Linked DNA regions of Sander lucioperca: region 2 is linked to region 1. A link is a contact called in public Hi-C data. All regions are on one chromosome and are shown on one strand. The core of a region is the stretch at or near the end of the contact, and the rest is flanking DNA. Distances in the headings are between cores, read along the strand shown.

What was found. A called contact is a pair of places that touch in the nucleus more often than the background predicts.
Region 2: a Hi-C map of liver shows a contact between it and region 1, with 7 times the contacts expected there. The contact joins the promoter of fam3c here to the promoter of LOC118494026 in region 1. A contact is called at or near these places in 2 of 2 Hi-C or Micro-C datasets (liver and muscle).

What each region holds. Positions count from the first base shown.
Region 1 is chr20:8,378,752-8,382,244 of SLUC_FBN_1.2, forward strand. LOC118494026 (extracellular matrix protein 2) reads right to left here and starts at 1,949. Exons shown (of 3, transcript XM_035996340.1): 1 at 1,600-1,949; 2 at 1-1,319. The coding sequence starts at 1,666.
Region 2 is chr20:8,510,625-8,514,117 of SLUC_FBN_1.2, forward strand. It overlaps fam3c (protein FAM3C), which reads right to left and starts at 1,587. Exons shown (of 10, transcript XM_035996158.1): 1 at 1,453-1,587; 2 at 902-987; 3 at 677-781; 4 at 355-381. The coding sequence starts at 917. LOC116060119 (a long non-coding RNA gene) reads left to right here. Exons shown (of 3, transcript XR_004107440.2): 1 at 1-53. si:dkey-159a18.1 (sortilin) reads right to left here. Exons shown (of 21, transcript XM_031313546.2): 21 at 3,323-3,493.

The DNA of each region.
Region 1 (3,493 bases), core at 699-3,198:
GCTGATTTTCATTGGCTTCATTAAAGGTGTTTTGGCAGATGACATGCGCGGTCTGGCTGACGGTTTGGTCTGTTGTGGTTGAGGAGGAGATGCTTTATTTTGCTTCACTGCAAGTTTGGTGTCATTTTCCATCAGTTTAAATGTTTTGGGTTCGCCTGTGGGCTGAGTCAGGTTTGGTTTGAGCTCGACCGTGGGATTATTTTCATTTGATTTCGGTGTAGGATTTGGCTCTTTTAAATCTTTGGTTATAAACTTTACTTCTTTGGGTTTTGGTGTTGCTACTTGCACCTCAGGGATAAATTCAGTCATATATTTTGGTTGAACAACGCTGGTTTGTAGCTCCTTCCTTGCAGGTTTAAACAATACATTTCTGACCATTACATCCTCTAAATGTGGGTTACCCTTTACTTCCAGTTCACCCTGCTTGAGAAGATGTCCAGGACTCTGCAACACCTCAGTGAGGAGATCTTCAAGCAGCAAGACGGACCTCCCCTCGCCAGGAAGCCCTGTTGAGACTGAGATGGGATTGATTGTTGTGGGATTGGGAAGAGTGACAGACGGAGAGAAGTGAGGACTGACTTTGTTGTGAGGAGTGGGAGGGTGAGCGGAGACCTGCGTGGGTGATGGAGGGACATTATGATGATGAACAGGATGAGGAAACTCAGGAGGACTTTGAGACTGAGTGATAGTAGAGGATGTGATTAAAGGAGGTGTGAGATCGCTAACTACCTTGTGATCTTCCTTTTCTCTTACTAATTCGCTGTGGTTTGCATTTTTTATCATCTCACCCTCTTCGGCTATTTTCTCTCTTTCCTCATTTCCTCTTTTCTCTTCCACATTTTCTTGATTTACAGTTAACATGTTTTCCCCTCTAGTCCCTTTATGAAGACTAATCCCTGCAACCAGCTTGCTCTCTCTTTCCTCTTCCACTATTTCTTGCTTGCTCTTAAACTGCTCATCTGTCTCGTCATCTGTTTTTATCGCCTCCCATGTTTTTGTGTTGCCGGTCAGGATTGCTTTTACTGTCTCCTCATTTGACTCTGTTTTCTCTGATTCTATGACAAGATTGAGTCCATGTTCTCTCCTCCCCACTTCTCTATCTGTATCTAAATCTGTCACTATGTCAGCAACAGAGAATTCCTCTGTTTTTGTTTGAGTCAATCCTTCCCTCCTCTGTTCCTCCTCTGTTTTCTTTCCCTCAGTGGATTCTGCAGCGTTTTCTTTCTCCTCCACTGATATGGAAACATCTCTCAGCTGCTCACTCCTCATGTCAGACTGGTGGTCTCTGTCCAGCCCAGCTATCTGGGTGACTGTCAGTCCTACAGTTCAAAACAAGAGGGCAACCACTTAGTTCACATCTGTTATTCTTAATTCTAAACCAAAATCAAGTTGCAAACAAGTAACATGTTAGCATTGCAACAGTTAGCATTCCCTTTGAAAGGCTCATAACATAATTAGCATGGAAGTGTTTACGACATGACCTGTTTTTAGGACTGTGATAATAAGTAAGAGATTACTACATTTTTCACTTCAAAATGGTTACTAAAATAGATTTAGTTGGATGCTGGAAATGGTACGTTGGCCTAATGTTATACTTACCGGGTTGCAAAACATGAGAATATCCAGAAACTGTGAGGAACATAAGCAGCAGTGTGAGCACTTCCATTGTATCTGTTGAAAGGCACGGGGGGTGGATTTGAGATGAGAATAAATCATATCAATAATCATTAAATATTTTTATTATCTTTCACTGGTTTTTAACCATGATGTTCTGTTTGGGGTCTTGGAGATCCTGGGCGCTCTATCAGCTTGAAAAAACATACTTTTATCAGTTTGATACTTCATGACTTTTTCTAAAAAGAATTGCTTGTAAACATGATTTTGAATTGATGAAATGTTTCAGAATTCCACTACAGAAAATGTACATTACTTCTGTTCGGAGTCTCAAAGATCACTGCTGTAAATAAATAAATACAATTCATCAAATCTATTTGGAGTTCTGTTGTTGGACATTATTGGACAAAGCCCAAATTACGTACTGTAACATGAAATATAGCTATAATGCTTCATAGCTCTGTATTTTTGTCAACTTCCTCAAATGTGCAAGCTCAGTTTGAGTCAAAGGAAGGGTTACCACTTCACTACTTACCTACATATTGGAAAAGAAGAAAAAGATTGATTTTGCAATTATTAGCTTTAAATATACAGCAATGGGGTGTGTGGGAAGTAAATCAAATGTCCAACAAAAAATAAGGGTTAAAAGACATTAGAATACAGCCCAAACTAAAACATATGAAAAGTTTCACGTAATACATTAAGCTTGATTTATGAGTGTTGCTTACCTGGCGTGTATGCAGCCTCCTTATGTGTCAAAGCTGAGTTCCTGCATTTATCCAGTTGACTCTACACTGACATCTCTGTACGGACTGAGAGGATCCAGAAGAAATGGTTGCAACCTTTAAACTGCACACATATGACTTTAATGATAGTGGCCCTCTCCGTAATGGAGAGTTTTCACACACACAGCTAATGACTCCTAAAATGCCTTTATCTGGAAGAGGATTCTCACACTTACCCTCAACGTCAGAGGAATCTGAAGGATCAATAGCGGGAAAGAAGGGCAACTTTAGGGGAAGAGGGGTCAGAGGTGACTGTTGGTTTTTACAGTGGCTACTGTTTGCTCCGCTGTGGGGAGACATTAACATCCCAGTGGTTGTATGGGGGTGACAAGTAGCTCCTGGAAACTGCTTGGCCTTTGACCCATATGCTGATATTCTTCTGTATGTCAGGAAGTCTGGGGACTGCTTATGCTATAGAAATGTGGTTCTTGTTAAGGTTTGGTTGTGTTTTGTTATGTTCTATTCCTTAAAGTGTAATGGGATTTTGAATAAGCTTTATTGGGTTTATGTAAGGAATGGGGGAAAAAAATACATTTAGTCTATTATGACTGGTCTACTGCACTGTTAGAAAAGTTTGTAGAAATACGAGCTAATATACTGTGTTAATATGAAGGAATTTTCTGTAATGATTTTTCACAGGTGTTTTTCCATATTTAGATTTTTGGATTAACAGAAATGTCTGTTAAGGCACAGAGGATATACTGTAAATCTACAGAATTTTCTATTTTTGGATTAACAGAAATGTCCGTAAACCTAACGGAAAAGGTACTGATAATTTAAGACATCATTTTGTCTGGCGAACAGTGTAAACCCCCTAAGAATGTGCAATTTACAATTATATAAAGAAAAGCAGAAAATCCTCAAATTTGAGAAGCTGAAACCATCTTCATTCATCAGATTTAAGCAGTTTTGTGTTTTTCTCTTCAGTTACTTAGATTTGCTATTCATGCTGTCTTCCAAATGCATTTATACCAACAAAAAGCATATAATTTATGACACCGCAGATGTCATAGTTTTCAAACACATGCTTTCTTTTCTTCTCAGCTGTGCTATCTATATTTATGTGGTCAGAAAAAGTGTACATCTAGTTCCAG
Region 2 (3,493 bases), core at 337-2,836, 130 kb after region 1:
GTGAAGAGAGAAAACTCCATTTACACAACAAGAACCAGGTAGCACAATATCGGGTAACAAGTGGTCCGATTACATAAGCCTATCCACAAACAGGTGCAGACACAGAACAAAAAGCAACATGAACTCTACCAAAAGGAATCTATTTACACTCTAAATAACGAGCACTAAGCTAAACACAAACCTTAAACTGTGTAGTTCTTTTCTATTGTCTGTGTGACACATGCTAATTATTACCATTCTTGTGTTAACTGGTATAGAACGATAATGAAAAAAGGGAGAACATGTATCAACGGTATCAGTCATTGAGAAGACAAAGCAAAAAAAAAAAAGAAATAATAATTTAAGCACACTTACAGACTTCATTCACTGGCATAGATCTTGCTGAAAAGCAGAAAAGAGAAGATGTCTAACAAGAGTTCCCGTAGGCACATCAATGGTAGTCATTTAAATGCAGCTCTGTGGGTAAAATCCCTTCCCTAAACACGTATTGCAACCCTTACTCTAAGGCAGAAAGGAAGCATATTTGGTTCCTGTAATGCCAACACAATCTACATCTCTCACAGTAACTGATTGAATAGGTGACATTGTTCCTTTACAACTGATCCTCGACCACTCCCTTTGTACAGCTGCTTAGGTCGATATCTGACGTTGTGATCTTGCACGAAATGTTACTCACAAATCACACTGCTCAGTTTGAAGTCGAGGTTGATCTCTAGCAGCTGAAAAGCCAGAAAGACAGCTAGGAGGAATGCAAAGATGAGCGCTGCAAACTTCAAAACACCTGAAAAAGTAATAGATAAGATACTAAGATAGATAGGATTTAGGATATTTTAAGTGTTATAACGTTATTATTGTGTATAACGTTAGCTACTGTATATATTTTAAAGAGGGACACACTTACCGCCAGTCCTGACCATCTTCGCCTCCAGCCAGTTTTTCCACAACTAACAACCTGTGGTGTTAAAACAATTTGTCAATTTTAACGATGTGACTCCGCGGTCTACAGGAGAAAGAGAGGGGTGTGTGCATCATAGCAATAGAGTGACGTTAACTTTAGCTGGCGACGGTACGCTGGCTGCTAATAGTCGAAATAAGATAATGCTAATGCCACAGAAAGATAGTTGCGTATTTTGAAGTCACTTTAGCTTTGAATTAGTAATTACAATGCACTAGCTAGGTTGTTATGATCCATTTTCTCAGCGTTAGTTGACTGTTTCATACTGTAACGTTACATAGCGTGGAAGCTACATTTTGAAAAGCTAACTAGCGTGAACGGTTTTATTTAAGTTGAAACCTACGTTACGATGATTCTTCTGCTGTATAACTTCCTCATCTCTGCCTACGTGTGCTATCTGACACCGAAATAACCCAAATGGGAATTCAATTGTAATATTAATTTGGAAGTAGCGTTAAAAAGTATATTTTAGATGAATGCTCACACCTTGCTTAACATTACCTGTTCAATTGCCACGGTAACCACGAAACCCTCGGTCTGACTACCGAAACCCTAAACTGACAACATTCGTGTAATGACAGCTGAACTGAGATGGTTAGAGGGCGAAGAGACGGCAGGATGCTCCACTCCGTCGAAAAAAACAAAGACGAACAAGCAGGCAGATCTGTACAGTGGGATTTAGTTATTGTGTTTTTTAGTAGCCACAAAGCAGAAGAGCAAGTTATGAAAACGTCGTTTAAAAATCTAATCAAATCTTGACATGAAATATCAAGTTCACGATGACCAGATCATTAATACAATTATAATAGAGCAAAAATAAACGAAAACAACACATGTACAAGTCTAAATTTAGATTAGAGGTTATTTCATTCATTTTTTAAAGTTAGTGTTGTTAGTTAGAGTATTTGTTGTTGCACTTGCATAATATGCCACCAATAAAAGTATTAGTTTCTTTGTTCTCCACAATCAATCCATGTTGAATATTTTTGAATGTATTTATTGTAGAATAATGTTCTTACTATTTGCAGGTAAATATAATAAGAATGTAAAAGGTTTCCATAAGAGACCAAGTGTGTTTTGGTGTATAGCCTACTTATTTAGCTTAAGCCATAAGATAGTTAGGGTCACAGTGGCCTCGAGCAAAGTACATTGAGTAATAATAACAAGTGAAACAGGAGCAGAATGTACCGCTTCGCGTGAGAGCAAATGAAGACGAGACACAGCACAGTGGCCTCGACCCTGGTGTGTGTCGTGTGAAGATAACACTCCCTGTGCTGGAGAAAAGAGGGGGGGCCCAAGAAAGAAAGTATGATAAGAGATGAGGGGAAGTATAGAACGGGGCTCACACCCCCAACATTATTCTGAATGAAGAAGCCAATTATAAAAACATGACCACATTTTTTTGACAAATACATACGATGAACTTTCTTTTTATTTAGTATCTCTTGAATTGATAGGCTTATATATTTAGAATTTTGAAGTGTAGCCTAGTTCTCTGTATATGGTGAATTATACTTATTTGGTTCTTAAAGCAATGATCCCTTTATGTGTAAAGCACATTCAAAAGTATTTTATCCACATTGTAAATTAACATGTGAGATTTGATAATTGCAAAATTGCAACAGCCCAACATGGGAAATCAAGATCAAAGTCTCGCAAATTCAACATTAGGTAATCGTTTAGCAATAGTTTTACTTCTGCTTGGTCTTTTGAAAATCATGGTTTTGATATAAGAATGGAATAAATAGTAGTCTCGGTGGCCTAATATTGCATGTAGCCTAGGCCTAGGTTATAAGCCATCTCGCTGCATTTTTCTTTCACTCTGCAAGAGTGGGCAGGTTTTATACGAGTGAGACATCCTGTTAATGACTGATCTTTGTTGTTACACCGACTTCCTCCTTTTTCTTCTTCTCTGTTCACGAAACAGATGGAAGACGTTACAGCGCCCCCAGTGTCCTCTCATGGACAGTTTGTTAGAGATGTTTATAATACATATATACCCTATTACAGTGGTTCTCAAACTTTTTTCAATATTGTACCCGCTCTGAACAGCCTTTTTAAGCCAAGTACCCCCTGACCACCGCAAAACAGTTTTGGTAGAAAAAAAAGTCTATAGAAAGAGGTACAATACAGCGCCGGCAGTGATAGATTCACTAAACACCAACCTTTTTTAAGCAAAAACATTAAAATGGTACATTTCAAATGTTTAGAATCCATCACTTAATTCAGTCATTATCATAGTATAATTATTTTAGGAATTATGCATGACATATTTTTTTAATTAGCATTTTTGCAAACATTACATGTACCCCCATTTGAGAAACAGTACCCTATTAGTTTTTTTTTGTTTTTTTTTTTTATTGTTTTGTCTGTTGTCACATTGTTTATTTAAAAAAAAAAAAATTCTCTTTTCTTTTTTGCCGGAGTTAGCAAGAATGCTAATTTACATCCATAGTCCCTAAGCAGGTAACAAAAACAGAACATTACAAGCAACAATATATAGATGCAAGTATACAATACACAAGTAGAAGAGGACAA